Regions from separate parts of the Mus musculus genome. Here regions 1, 2, 4 and 5 are each linked to region 3. Evidence: chromatin contacts called from public HiCAR-type, HiChIP or PLAC-seq and promoter capture Hi-C data. All regions are on one chromosome and are shown on one strand. The core of a region is the stretch at or near the end of the contact, and the rest is flanking DNA. Distances in the headings are between cores, read along the strand shown.

Evidence for each region. Promoter capture Hi-C pulls out the DNA fragments that hold promoters and counts their contacts. HiCAR-type assays count read pairs that join an accessible place to other places. HiChIP or PLAC-seq counts read pairs in DNA pulled down with a chosen protein or histone mark.
Region 1: a contact with region 3 is called in a HiCAR-type map of astrocytes, with 4 times the contacts expected there. The contact joins the promoter of Dcp1b here to the promoter of Ankrd26 in region 3. A contact is called at or near these places in 6 of 39 promoter capture datasets (3T3-L1-derived adipocytes, the C10 cell line, cranial neural crest and 3 more), 2 of 484 Hi-C or Micro-C datasets (forebrain and nephron progenitors) and 13 of 115 datasets of contacts at active chromatin or transcription factors (the 230-238 cell line, the SCID.adh cell line, astrocytes and 8 more).
Region 2: a promoter capture Hi-C map of hippocampal neurons shows a contact between it and region 3, with 4 times the contacts expected there. The contact joins the enhancer-like site here to the promoter of Ankrd26 in region 3. A contact is called at or near these places in 10 of 39 promoter capture datasets (the 3T3-L1 cell line, 3T3-L1-derived adipocytes, the HPC-7 cell line and 7 more), 1 of 484 Hi-C or Micro-C datasets (the G1E-ER4 cell line) and 2 of 115 datasets of contacts at active chromatin or transcription factors (embryonic basal ganglia and embryonic forebrain).
Region 4: a contact with region 3 is called in an H3K4me3 HiChIP or PLAC-seq map of stem cell-derived neural progenitor cells, with 5 times the contacts expected there. The contact joins the promoter of Cacna1c here to the promoter of Ankrd26 in region 3. A contact is called at or near these places in 7 of 39 promoter capture datasets (the 3T3-L1 cell line, cranial neural crest, embryonic stem cells and 3 more), 2 of 15 datasets of contacts at CTCF or cohesin (the NIH/3T3 cell line and stem cell-derived epiblast-like cells), 2 of 484 Hi-C or Micro-C datasets (embryonic stem cells and uterus), 11 of 115 datasets of contacts at active chromatin or transcription factors (the SCID.adh cell line, astrocytes, craniofacial prominence and 5 more) and 1 of 9 other capture datasets (embryonic stem cells).
Region 5: a contact with region 3 is called in a promoter capture Hi-C map of embryonic stem cells, with 4 times the contacts expected there. The contact joins the enhancer-like site here to the promoter of Ankrd26 in region 3. A contact is called at or near these places in 8 of 39 promoter capture datasets (the 3T3-L1 cell line, the HPC-7 cell line, cranial neural crest and 4 more).

Annotation. Positions count from the first base shown.
Region 1 is chr6:119,173,892-119,176,591 of GRCm38.p6, forward strand. It overlaps Dcp1b (decapping mRNA 1B), which reads left to right and starts at 1,362. Exons shown (of 9, transcript NM_001033379.3): 1 at 1,362-1,551. The coding sequence starts at 1,402. It also overlaps a transcript of Cacna1c not described here.
Region 2 is chr6:119,359,003-119,361,702 of GRCm38.p6, forward strand. It overlaps Adipor2 (adiponectin receptor 2), which reads right to left. Exons shown (of 8, transcript NM_001355692.1): 5 at 349-535; 6 at 1-107. Among named protein-coding and RNA genes, the nearest start is that of Adipor2, 28 kb to the right of the region's middle. Within about 2 kb of position 1,424, at least 33 of the 459 cell types and tissues checked have an H3K27ac peak or open chromatin away from gene starts, as enhancers often do. A contact at or near this core is called in the G1E-ER4 cell line and the HPC-7 cell line, where this site is marked.
Region 3 is chr6:118,560,966-118,563,665 of GRCm38.p6, forward strand. Ankrd26 (ankyrin repeat domain 26) reads right to left here and starts at 1,306. Exons shown (of 34, transcript NM_001081112.2): 1 at 848-1,306. The coding sequence starts at 1,092.
Region 4 is chr6:119,107,236-119,109,935 of GRCm38.p6, forward strand. It overlaps Cacna1c (calcium channel, voltage-dependent, L type, alpha 1C subunit), which reads right to left and starts at 1,260. Exons shown (of 47, transcript NM_001159534.2): 1 at 692-1,260. The coding sequence starts at 740.
Region 5 is chr6:119,198,689-119,201,388 of GRCm38.p6, forward strand. It overlaps Dcp1b (decapping mRNA 1B), which reads left to right. Exons shown (of 9, transcript NM_001033379.3): 4 at 240-306; 5 at 2,134-2,263. Among named protein-coding and RNA genes, the nearest start is that of Dcp1b, 25 kb to the left of the region's middle. Within about 2 kb of position 1,448, at least 15 of the 459 cell types and tissues checked have an H3K27ac peak or open chromatin away from gene starts, as enhancers often do. A contact at or near this core is called in embryonic stem cells, where this site is marked.

The sequences.
Region 1 (2,700 bases), core at 112-2,611, 610 kb after region 3:
GACAATGTAATGGTACAAGGGATGCCACTTTAATGATCTGTTCATGTAACTATAAATATCCTTTGATGATATATCAAAATTTGACAAAGTGCAGTTTCTTGAAGTCCTATCACCCTTTCATACTTTGTGGGACACTGAAATCCACTGATCCACATTCGCCTTGAATGGATCTCCTACCTGTATGTGAGTTTGTGACACCATTTTATTATCTGAAAATCATTGAATGACCGGGCTAAGGGAGCTATATCTTTCAAATGTTGACAGTTCCCATTAGAGTATAATCTTTTAGAAGTGTACTCATTGATAGCACCACAGGTCTCATCTGAAGAGACTTAAGTATTGAGACAGTCAAGCTCATGGCCCATTTTTTTAAAAATTAACCTAAAAAATTATCATTAGCAACAATACCTACCCCTTGATTTCTTGAAAGAAACAGGAAAATCTTAGTTTTGAAAAAGCCTGTCCAGAATCTATCTGAATAGCCATAAGTTTGTTCATCTTTCTTTCATGTTAAACTGATGCTCTGTGGAAGTAAAATTAAACCCCTGGGCTGGGTGGTGGCACACCCCAGTAGTCCTAGCACTTAAGACCCCAAGGCAGGAGGAGCAAAGACTGAAACCTGCCATAGACTCTGTCTCGAGAAACAAGCCCTCCAACCCCAGCAAAACCTACAATAAAACCACAAATTCAGCCCATCTCAAGTGCAGAACATATTTGCCTAGAGGCAAATATGGCGTGCAACAGCTCTGCGTTATCCATTCTTTCTAATTTTTCCCCCACATTAATTTAAAAAATATACCCAAAGATTGTTTTTTTTTTTTTTAATTTAGTACTTTGACCAAGGGACGCCTGGCTTCAGCTGCTCAGACAAGTTTTCCAGAGAATAATGCACAGCGGCAAGAATACACCGGCTAGTGGTGCAGTTTGGGGCCTCCCTTGGTTCTTTACCGGTGCAGTCGTCCTTTTGCACACATCATGCAAGTCTCAGAATTGTCATGGACAATCATAACCTTGCAGGCCTCTGAGGCACTCAGGAAATCCCTCACGGATATTGGGGAGCCCCATTTAAGAATTCTCAGAGTTCTTTTTGGAGTGACTATGTTTGATTGGTCATCGAAGAGCCAAAGAAGAGCTCTGCAAAGGCGTGGGCCGTATTCAAGAAGGAAATGGGCACAGCTCAGAGGCTCCTGAAGAAAGAAATAGATAAAACGGGCTTCCTTGAGCAGGGCTGAGCTTCCTGTTGCCAAGGCGACGATCCTCCGCGAGAGGACCCGGCCATCGATTAGCGAAGCCTAGCCCGGGTCCCCAAATGCCGGAAGGTCGCCCCGCCGCGCTCGCTCGCTCGCTCGGCGGTCGATTGAGGGGGCTTCCTGAAGGCTGGGCAGGAGGGTGGGTGGGAAGATGGCGGCCGCGGCGGCAGGTGGCCTGCCTGGGAAGGGACACGATATCAGCCTGGCAGCCCTGCGGCGCCACGACCCCTACATCAGTCGCATCGTGGACGTGGCCAGCCAGGTGGCTCTGTACACTTTCGGCCATCGGGCCAACGAGTGGGTGCGTGCGGACGCCGCGGCCGTGCGGAAGGCGGGGCGCGGACAGGGCGGGAGATGCTGGGCACGGCTAGGCGGGCGGGGGCCGGTCCTGGTGGAGGGCGACCCGCGGGTCCACCAGCAGGTGGGGGACGAGGGACACAGAAGGTGTGGCCGGCTCCGCTGAGTGCGGGCCACGGGCTTTGAGATCAGAAGACAGAAGCTCTCCGGCAGCGGAGGGCAGCCCGGAAGCCCCAAACTTAGATAAGTCCAGCCTCGCGGAGGAGGAGCAGCCGGAGTGCGAAATGCAGGGCAGGCACCCACCTAAGAGCAAGCGTGGGAGAATAAAGAGGAAATGGACATGGGTGGGACACCCCAGACTTGGATGTAGGAGGCCAGGGTTGGTAACCTAACCATTTCAGTCCATTTCCAACAAGACCGAGTCCCAGCCTACAGTAACTGGATGAAGTTTAGTTTTCCACACAACTAGACTGGAATTGCAACGGGAGACCAATTAGTTCTGGCCTAGGCATTGGTTCTTATCATTTATAAACCATCCCTTTGAATATATAAAAGTGTCATTTCCTCCTCTTTTGTGACTTTTGTCCAAATATTCATCAGTATATAACCAATGCTTTTAATAAGGTTCATTGGGTGTATGGAAAACACCTTGCAAATTTTCAATTTTTTTCCCCCGGTGTGTTCGCCAAGACTGAAACAAACATCAAGATTTATGCAAAGAAAACTTTCATTTTTGAGCAGATTTATGATTAAGTAGGCTGTAATAAGAACGACCCAAAAACCATGCACACAAAAGAATGAAGAAAGTTCTTGGACGTGGAGCTTGGGGCAGGCACCTGCTTCATCCCCAACACCCCTGAAACAGGGCCGGGAATCTTTTCCGATAGTTTTGTCCGAGTTCTTAACTGAAGTGAGGCAAAGAATTCATGTCTGTTCTCCTAAGAGCCAAACCTGAAGGGGAAATCTGCAGAGATCCATTGTTCTGAATATCCCTAGTTTGATTAATTGAGGCTGTCTTTCTTGGACACCAGAGGAAATTACACTATGGGCCTATATAAGTAAAGGGAGTTTCCCCACTGAAATGTTTCTCTATTTATGTGAAGATACTGTACATAAACGTGCTTCACTTCTCTAGGTCAATGTTTCTCAGCCT
Region 2 (2,700 bases), core at 174-2,673, 800 kb after region 3:
TGACAATCAGGTAGATGAAGCAAGGTTGTGGGTTACAGTAGAAAGAATAATAAAGCCAAGGAACAAAACTTCCCATGATCAGAAGAGCAATACCAGAGTAATCCAATCTAGGATTAAAATTTAAAAGAACTTCATTTAATGCTAAAAATTATTATCCATTATAGGCTCCAATTAATCCCCCATGACTTATGACATCAGCAACAACTAAGAAACAAACTGTTGGTATCATTCAAAAAGGACGGAGTTTGTATGTGGTAGCGTCAAGAATCTTGCCAGCTCTGCTGGAGGCTGTTCCTGCCCCACTGCCCCTAAAGCACGGCTGCTAACAAGGGCATCGTGAATACTTACTTAGAGAAGAGTCGGGAGACCCCTTCTGAGTGGCAGTACACCGTGTGGAAGAGCCATGAAAAGGAAAGGCAGAGAATGGCTCCCAAGAAGAACAAGCCAAAGACCACTTTCTCTTGCAGAGGGGCCACAAAAGATATATTTGGGCGAAACATATAAAAGATCCCCAGGCACAGGAAGAATACACAACCTAGGAAAAGAATGCAAGCAATGGATAAAATGCTCTCTGACAGGATAGTGTTGTACACCGCATTTTCAAAATTTCCCAGAAGCAATAATACTAAAACCATAAATTCTGTGAGGAAAAAAAATCTAAACAAAATGTTTATCCAAGATTTTAGTTTCCTTCCAATGCTGCTGGTGTCATATACCATCATAAACTTTGAGCATAAATAATATAGTAACTAGCTGAGGATGTAGTGAGTGCTTCCCAGCGTGCACAAAGGTATGGTGGCACACACCTTAATCCCAGCACTTGGGAGGAAGCAGGAGAATTACAAATTCAAAGCCACCCTCAGCAACAGAGGAATCTGAGGTAGCCTGGGATCTATAAGGCTCTGAGAAAGAAAACAAGGTGGGGTGGGGAAGATAATCTCTCATTCATCTAAGGACCACAATCCAACAAGAAGCCAGAGAGGACAGTTACCTCTTAAGAGTTAAGCTGACCTGCTACTTACGAAGTTCTCACACATACGCTTAGAGGTGCTTTCAAAGCTCTACTTTACATCTGTTTATGGATGCTCAAGAATCCTGTGCTGTTCCTCTGGTCCTTACTAGCTGTCCCAGTACATCACTGTCACAAACTCCATACCTAGCCATTTGCTTTGTTTGAGAATGGGTCTCAGTACTATGTAGTCCTGGCTAGCCTGGAGTTCACGCTGCATAGACCAGGCTGGGCCTCTGTCTCTTGAGTGCTGGGATTAAAAGCGTGTGGCCACCACTATAGCTTTTACACCAAGCTTTTGTTGTTCGGGTGTTGGGGTTTGTGGGGTTTGTTCTGTGCTAGAGACTGAACTCAAGACCTCATAACATGCTAGGCGAGCACTCACCACTGAGCGGCCCTCCTTTTGAGATTTTTAAGAAAGATTTCTCTATTGTTATGTGTATGGGCATTTTGCCTACATGGATCTCCTTCCTGTAGTCACAGATGGTTTGTCACTTCCCCTTTTCTGTTTGTTTTTTTGTTTTGTTTTGTTTTTTGAGACAGAGTTTCTCTGTATAGCCCTGGCTGTCCTGGAACTCACTTTGTAGACCAGGCTGACCTCAAACTCAGAAATCCGCCTGCCTCTGCCTCCCGAGTGCTGGGATTAAAGGCGTGTGCCACCATGCCCAGCCCCATTTTCTTGATCATAGCAATCCTGGAGCGAGTAAAATGGTCTCTCACTGTACTTCTTTGTATCTGTCTTGTAGTTCCCTAAATGACTGATAAAAATTACCTTTCCAAGTACATGTTTGTCGCCTATATACCTTCTCTAGAAATGTCTACAAGAAGCTTTACTGCCCCTCACAAAAGGGTGGGCTGTTTATACTGTTTGCTTACAAGAGTCCTGTGGTAGACTAGATAGAACATGACTTGCAAATATTCTCTCACTCTGGGGGTTCCTTTTAACTTTCTTGACAATATTCTTTAACAAACATATTTTTTTAACTTTGACAAAATCCAATTTCTTCTTTCTTTGGCTACATGTACTTTAGGTATCAATTCTAAGAAACCTTTACCTAACCCAGGTCCCAAGGACTTCCGTCTGTGTTTTCCTTGGGGCTGATACAGAACTTTATCTGTTCAGCACAGTCTCACTCCATATCACAGGCTGACCTGATACAATCCTGTCCCTCCTCCCAGGGTCAGAATTAGACATGCACAGCCATGTCTCACCCACTTCATTCTTCTTTATCGTGGCTACCTAAGCTGCACTGTTCTTTTTACTGAAAGATTAACCTTTGTCCCACTGTATTCTTTATTTAGTTCTACAAAAATCATAATGGAAAAATATCAGTTTCATATTCTATTCAGATCAAATAAAATGTAACTATAACTAATCTAAGTAATGACTGAAAAGAAACCTGCTCAAACTTTCTAAACACCTTGCTCTTGCTGCTTGTTGGGATACTGTGTATCTTCTATAGCAATTCTTGCCTTGCCTTTGAGGCCACTGTGTCAAGACCTAGGGAGGAGGCAGGCAAGAGTTACATAGCTGCCTGGAAGGGGCAGAGGAAGGGTCATGAAGTCCAGACTAGCCTGGGATACTGTAAGACCCTATCTCAAAACAAAACTCTAGGAGAGAAAAGATGAGTTGGTTTTAACAAAGTCACAGCACACGTTAGGATTATCAAAGGGTAAACCAATAAGAAATC
Region 3 (2,700 bases), core at 56-2,555:
CACGGAGCTCACTCTGTAGACCAGGCTGGCCCCGAACTCAGAAATCCACCTGCCTCTGCCTCCCAAGTGCTGGGATTAAAGGCATGAGCCACCACTGCCCAGCAATATCTAAATTCTTACATATACTTGATTGGATATGTTCTGGGTTTTCTATTCCACCCTGCTCACTGCTGTGTCTCTTTGGCTGCTAGTAAACGACTGACTTGTGAAAACTAGTAGTTTTATCCTTTAGAAAGTTTTTTTTTTCTCGTCTCATCACAAAATCAAAAGCAACATAAGAAACTCAAAATTGTTAAAACGCTGACGGTCGGGTTTGGCTTACGTTAAATTGATCAGGATATTCAGAGTTCGAGTTCTGGGAATTACCAATCTTTGACTCGAGAATATGGAACTATTTTCCCACTTCAAAATGCAGTAAAAACAAACCAACCAACCAAAACCATTCACACAGGTGTACGGCAGTGATAAGATGGATCCTGTATGTTAGTGGAAGAATTTTTAACCTTGAACAGAAACATTTCTCCTATTATGTATTTCTACAACATAAAACTTTCTTATATGTATGCAGAAAGTTAAAATGTTAGTTAACTCGCTTTACATTGCCAGTGAAGGGAACTGTCAGTGGATCAGAAACCAGCTGAAGTGTTTTTTGTTGCTGTCCTTGCTGTTCATACAGGTCAGGGCTTAGACCCCACTAAGACTTAGGCATTCAAAGCCAGGTGGGAAGAGTCAAGCTTCCTTAATGAAAGATAGACTCTCTGTCTTCCAGCCCCAAAGCCAGACAAGGTAGGTGCACGCTCCCCCACCAGCTTCGTCCCGCCCCGCTAACTGGCGGGCCATTTATTACCTGTCCTTCTTGTCTCTATCGTTCACGCCACTTTTTCCAAGGATAAGGATATGCTGCACTTTGGCTACATCTCCCACGCTTGCAGCCTTGTGGATCTTGCCCATATCCTTGTCGTGAATATGGTACCTGGGCACGTGGGAGCCACTAGCACTCTCGCGTCCAAAGCCCACGCAGTTGCTGCGCGGGCGGGCAGAGGGGCCTAAGGGCGATGGGCCCTTACTCCTGAAGCCAAAAATCTTCTTCATGGCAGAGGGTACGCCCCTCACAGGCACCTTCTTCCCCGCGCAACGTTGGCTGACAACACAACGCAGCTAGGGCACTTATTGAAAAGCCGGCCTAGACGCACGGGATCCCACCGGGAAAGACGCTGCATGGCCCGGCAGGTTTTTAAAGCACAATAATCGCCAAGCCGAGCTGCAAACTAGCAACCCGCGCCTTCTTGCTGCCGCGCATGCTCACACAGGCCCAGCAGCGACCAGTGCCCAGCACGCGTGCGCACGGCCAGGCTCCGCCTTCTTTGCTGTTCAGGAGGTCAGGGCGCTGCAACCTAGCGGGTTCTCTAACCCGGGGTTTAAGGCGGAGGTGGGCAGTGTGTTGTTTCCAGAGGCCCGGGTTAGCCTCGGTTTGGGCGTGATCGCTGCAAGGCTTCAACAGGAATGGGGGTCGCTCAGCAGCGTGGAACCCAGACCCAGTACTCCAGGACTGCGGGCATTGAGGGCGCCTGGCAGATGGGCGCAGAACCTTCTGGAGTCCGGCCTCCCTGCTTAGCTTTGGCCTTGTGTTTCAGTGGCAGTTAAACCTGTTGGGGAGCAAACCTATTGGACTCTAGGTAGGCGATAATCAAAAAGTAAACTACAAACAGCATGGATGGAATCGTGGCGTGGAAGAGTAAGGGAAGAGATTTTGTTAAGCTAAGTAGTTTGGGAATTAGTGCAATAAATGATCGTGTTTCACAGCCTAAAGAGTCAGTATATGAGTTAGACAAGCTGATGGGAGGTAAGAAGAAAAGGTTGTCTGCATTTGGGATCTGAATGAAACGATATGATGTGTGTAAATTTTTGGTTTTGGACCTGGAAAAAGTAATACTTAGTAAGCAGTTTTCCAGTGTAAGTGTTCACCTTGACGTTTTAAATTGTTAATAAATTTTGTCAATCTAAAGCCACAACTCACCTCAAAGGGAATAAAATACCGTTCGTGCCTAATAGGACCTCCAGTGGCCGCAGGAACTACCTCAAATTCAGGCTACCTCAAATCCTGTTTCATGTTCCAATTTTAATAGAAACGACAACAAATCAACCCACTTTTCAGATACGTCGGTGGGTACGTCAGGTAAGTGGGTTTTGTGTTAACACCCCTCAGATGGCAGTTGATGAATTTCTTACCCCCTTTGGCTGATGGAAGCTAGGAGTCCCAGTGGACATTCCAAAGGCTTTACCTCCTGGACATAAAGAAGCTAGGTCCCACGCACAGGAGAACACGATGGCTCAATGTGATTTGCTTCTGGACTTGCAACGTTCAAAACTTGCTACGGCAGTAGTTCAGATCAGTCAGTTCCTATGGTACAGCTTCTTTTTTTTTTTAATTTTTAATTTTTTATTAGATATTTTCTTTACATTTCGAATGTTATCAGCTTTCCTATCCTACCCCCTCCCCCTGCTCCCCAACCCACAGGAATCCCACTTCTGCAGTGTGGATCTGTAATACATGCTGTACTCAATGGAATGATTCCACAGGTTTTTGATTTGACTATATCTTTTGTAATAAAAATTGAAATAAATTCTATTGCTAATTTTATCTTTGTGTGTGTGTGCGCGCATGTGTGTGCATGTGTGCCTCTGTGTGTGTGTGTGTAA
Region 4 (2,700 bases), core at 10-2,509, 550 kb after region 3:
AAGCCCACACATCACTGAGGCTTCTAACCGCTTTCCATCCTCAGGTGCGAGTCCACACTGGGGTGCTAACAGTAACACACCCGGCACCCGGCGTGGGCTCGCTCGGGGTCAATGGCAGTGGAGAGGTGGGCGGTGTTGAGAAGCCGAAGAGCCTGAGAGCCTGGAGAGAGGAGGCGCGCTGAGACGCACAGCTGCAGCCCCCGCCCCCACCCCCACCCGCGACCCGGAGCGCACTGCCCGAGGAAGTGGCGTCGGGAAGAGTGGACGTGGGGCAGCCTGGGGGGCCACCGGCGCGGGGCTGGTCTCCGTAGGGGTGCGCGCGAGAGCGCGCGTTCCCTGCCGCGCCCCAGCAAAGCAAGGGACCCCGAAGCAGCGGCTCCTCGGCTCGCCGTGGCCAGACTGGCCGGCCGGCTTTCGAGGCAAAGGCGAGAAATGCAGGCAGCGCCGACACTTGGGGAACTTTCCCCCTCGCTCGGGATTTCATGGGAACCACATGCTCCGAAGAAGCCCGGCCGCGGAGGGGGAGGGGCGGGAATTTTCCGCTCCGGCTCGCACGGCGGCTCGGCCGGCTCCCGCGGGCTCCCGCGCGCGGGGTTGGCGCCCCTCGCGAGGCACGCGGCGAGGGCCGCTCCACCGGGACCCGCCGTGGGCAGCGCGGGCGAGCCCGGCGAGGCGCTGGGGTCCCGCTTACCTTGGTGGTTTTCCTCTGGAACGTACATCCTCGTGTTTTCATTGACCATTGGCCAAAAACTGCTTGGAAAGGAGAAGCCACAAAGAGGAAGAAATGCAGCAACAGCCGCGAGCGGCTCGGGATGGATCCCTCCTCCGAGGCCGGCGGCTCTCGCGCAAATCCAGGAACCCGTGGATCCGCAGTGGTTCTTGCTCCCTTCGGGTGATTACCTGATCCCCATTATTGCACCAAACACCAAAAACTGCTGCTTTCCACTACCGCCTCCTTTCGTGAGATTGTAATGCATCCTCAGTACATCCGGGCCCCTTCCAAGAATTTAGCACCGCACCTCTGGCGGCTACACCATTTGAAAATAAAAATGATAAGAATAATAAATGGAGAGGCAGAGCGAGAAGAGGCGCAAAGGCGAGGCGAGGGAAAGCGGCGGGCCCGCGGCGCCGGGTGGACCCCGAGCCGCCAGGGGGCCCGAGGCGTCTCCGGCCCGCCCAGGGCGATCGCCGCGAGGCCCCGACCCGCGATCTTCGGCGACGGCAGCCGCGAACACCTGAGGGCGAGCCCGCGGGAAGCGTCGCCGCCGCCGCCGCCACTGCCGCCGCCGCTCCGGGCCGCGCCGCGCCGAGCGCCGTTCTGGCAGGGAGCTGTTTCTGCAGAGGCAGCGAGAGGGAGACACCGGGCGCGAGAGCGCGGCGCGGCCTCCCTCCTCCCTCCAGCCCCGCCGCGCCCGCGCCCGCCCCTGCCCGCGCCCGCCCGCCCGCCCGCCCGCCCGGCGCGCCGGAGCAGACGAGCTGAACGCTTCCAGATGTGGCGGCGGCGCGCGGCGGGGACCGGAGCCCGAGTGGAGCGGCGCCGCCACGCGAGAACCCCCTGGCTTCGCGACGGCGGGGAACGAGCCCAGGAGCGGACACACCTCCGAGAGCCCGGCTGCAAGACCTCCACCCTCCCGAGGCCCCGCGGCCACCGCGCGTCCCTGGGGGGGTGGGGGGGGGCGCCACGCTAGCAAGGCCTGGGAGGGGAATCCCGGCAACACGAACTACAATGTGCCCAACTCCCGGCCCCTTTCACATCGACCGGACGAAACAGCAAAATGAGCCGTGATTCTGTTGATCGATTACAATCAGAGCGGTTGTAGAAGTGACACACACAGGCAAGGATGGGCAGATGGGCGGGGAGAGAGAGAGCCCAAGAGGCGGAGCCTTGTGGGCAAGGCAGCAGTGGTGCCCAGATGTCTGAGAACATTAACACAGCCAGGTTTGCTCTCTCCTTGGGGTCAGGCGAGCACGTGTTCTGCCAGTGTCTCCTTACCTACTTCTCTTAATTCTGCCACCCTGGCGGGGAGCTATGAAACACTTCTCCCTGACTCTCGCTGTCACAGTAATATGTATGGCACCTCCTGCACGCACGACCCTCTAGATGGGGCTGGTGAGCCCATTCTAGAAGGGCCTACCACTGGGAAACCAGATCTAAATATCAACCCTTAGAAGACTTCACGCCCTGTCTCCAGGTTCCCTAAAAGACCCTATCATCTACGTGGCTTTAAGCACGGCTAAGTGTCAGCTGCAAATCTCCAGTTTAGACCTTCCTTCTCACCCATAGGCCAGCCAACCTGCCCTCTCCACTTGAGAATCAAACCTTATATGTCCAGGCCTGCTTCTCACACAGCCTTCCCCCAACTCAGCTGAAGAACCCTGGAGACACCTTGACTTGATCTCCTCCACCGCTTCACATCAGTATATCTCGGAATTCACCTCAGACAGAACAAGGCAGTGTAACCTTCCCTGGCTTTCTCTGCTGCCACCTTCCATGGCTGAGCCAAAGTTCTACCTCTGGCGCTCTGCAGTAGCTGGTTCTCTATTTACCCTCCTCTCCTCGGGTTCGTTCGGTTGGAACAATCCACTTCAAAGGGTGCGTCTAACCCAGACCCTCCAGTGGCCTCTGTCATTTTAGTGACAGTGACAGTATCCTACAAGGACTGCAGGAACAGCTAGGGACGACGTCCATCACACACTTTC
Region 5 (2,700 bases), core at 198-2,697, 640 kb after region 3:
GCAGGCTTCAGGGTGTAGGCCGCTCAGCAGCGCTTCTAACAGCACATGCTTTTCCTTTTGGCACGGGGTCTCATGTAGCCCTGGCTCTGACTCCAATGACTGCTTTCATCTATTTAATAATCACTCGAATGAATTCACTGTGACTGATTATTGCGGATTTTCCTGTAAGACGGAAAGGGGGTTCCCTTCCATTGTGTGCTTTGAGGATGCTTACGGCTTGTTGATGTGTTTTTCCCCAGTGTCCATTTATGGAATTTGGTTTTATGATAAGGAAGAGTGCCAGAGAATTGCAAAACTAATGAAAAAGTAAGTATTAAAAGGCCAATCGTGTCCTAGGAGCTGGCACTGTGGCTCGTATTTCTAAATGTGTGAATCAACACTAGCAGGAAGTGGTTCTCAGCTGTCATCCTCACACGACCCCACCCCCACCCCACCCCACCCCACCCCACCCCCAGACCCTGTCACTGCTTAGCATATGAAGAGAGTGAGAAACAGTTTTGCCCTGCTCTCTGCAAACTCAGCTTCTGTGGCTTATTGTTCTCTCCATGTGCTGTGAGCTGTTCCGCGGGGTGGTTTTCTTTGGCATTTTCTTCATTTGTAAATAAGTAGTATTTTCTATGGAAAGTTATGTGTCCATCAGTAAAATGAACATGCAGGGTCACCCTGAAAGGCTGCCCAGAGCCTTTGATACCCTCCACTTCCTTCTAAACTGTGCTTGTAACTCAGAGTTCCCAGATACACCTCAAACACCAAGGGCCTAGAATCCTCCTCAGTCCCCCTCTCTGGGGAAGTCCGAATCAGTTCATGTTAGTTTAGCAGTCGGTACAGAATCAATCACCTCTCTCTCCCCATCTCCCCCCCCCCCACTACTCTTAGACTTATTAGTCTCTTTCTCTCAAGCTGTTCCTGAGGTACTCTCTGACTTTGGCTTCCTTAATTGGATCACAAGGAGGCTCAGGTGCGATTGATTGGTGGGCTCTGACCAGTTCCGACTTGGCTGCTCACTGTCGGCTGCTGTTTATGCAAATAGCCAAGGTCATCAGAATTAATCAAATTCCTAATGGGGCTGGGTCTCTGTTTAGGATAGCTAGTCCCCATGTGGACGTGATGCTCGTCCTGCAAAGAACCAGTATTCGCTTCTACATCCCAGGGCAATGGAATGAAGAAGTGACCCCCACAAGGAAATAAAAACCAGGGAACACATTTTTATAAATAAAATTGACTCCTGAAACTCCTGCTTGTGAGAGCTAATTTTAGGCAACCAGCTCAAGTCCCAGATGGTGATTAAGTGTGTTCAAACTGGTATTTACCACCATAACAACTAGTTCCTTAAACATTTCATGGTGTTGTAAATTGTGCAAGGGACAATAATAGCCGGATTTCATATGGATTAAAAAATACCCTGTAACTCAGCCAAGAGGTCATGGTAAACCTGGTGCGTGCCTCACCCCTCAGGCAGGAAGCCGATTGTAGATAGCAAGGAGCAGTTGATCTGTGTGGATTCAGATGCATTCTCTAGTTAGAAGGAAATCTGTTGGTAACTTTGCAGGTCATACTTTACCAGTATCTGCATAGTTAACATAAGAATTTGAGCTGAAAAATCAAAGCACACAAAGAAAAGGACTTAAAAAAATGTTTCCCTGTAGCATTTAGGACCATGAGGTCAGTGTTCGAATGGGACCTTTTCGATTCTGAATCGCCAAGGTCTGAGGTGGTACAGCCCACCTTGCTTGACCTCACAGCATTCTGGAAGGGAAGGAGTCTGTACCATAGAGATCTTCCCTGTTGAATGTTCTGTAAGGCTTCCTCCACAGTCAGCAGCCGCCCTGCGGCTGTAGTGTAAAAGCAGCCAGGACTGCTCTGTCCAGCAACGAGCAGGCCTGTGTTTGTTATTCTCTTTATTAGAACAGGTGGAGCAGGCTAGAGTCCAAAGGACAGAGCTTCTGATGTCCTACCCTGGATTTGCATATGTGGCCTGTTGGCTCAGGACCTCTTCTCTCATTTTCTGTTTCAAATGCTTAAGCAGTCCTAAGATGGTTGTAGTGGGATGAAAACCCTTGGGAGAGAGTTGGAGTGATAAATAGCATCGCTTTTGACTTTAGTTTCCTGAATCGCAGCTTCCCGTTTTTCTAGCCTCACTCAGAGCGAACAGTTGAAAGCCTGTCATGGAGCCGGATCCTCCCCCGTGACCTTGAGCTCAGGAGAGGGCCAAGAAGTAGATATCCTGCAGATGCTCACCAAGGCCAAGGATGAGTACACCAAGGTGAGTCTCCTCTTCCTCGTGGGGATACCACGGTGGCAAAGCCCACCACTGACGGCAGCAGGTGAAGTCAACAGAGCAGGATGTAGAGGGAGCCTAAGAAATCAGTGGCCTGCATACAAATGGTATCCAGTTAGAGGGCCTCCTAGACTTAGAGTGGCAACGTGTAAACCAAATTCATGTCTTTGTTGGTGGGTAGGCCTGTAATCCCAGAATTAGGGAAGCTGAAACAGGAGGATGGTGAGTTTCAGACTAGCCTGGACTACATAGTGAAGTATTTCATAACTCAAAGCATGAGCCCAGCAACATGGCTTGGTAGGACACCTGCCACCAAGCTTCATGGCCTGAGTTTGATCCTTGGGATCCACATGGTAGACGGGCAGAACCAAGTTCCACAAGGTCTCCTCTTCTGAACTCCACACATGCGCTGTGGTAATTTA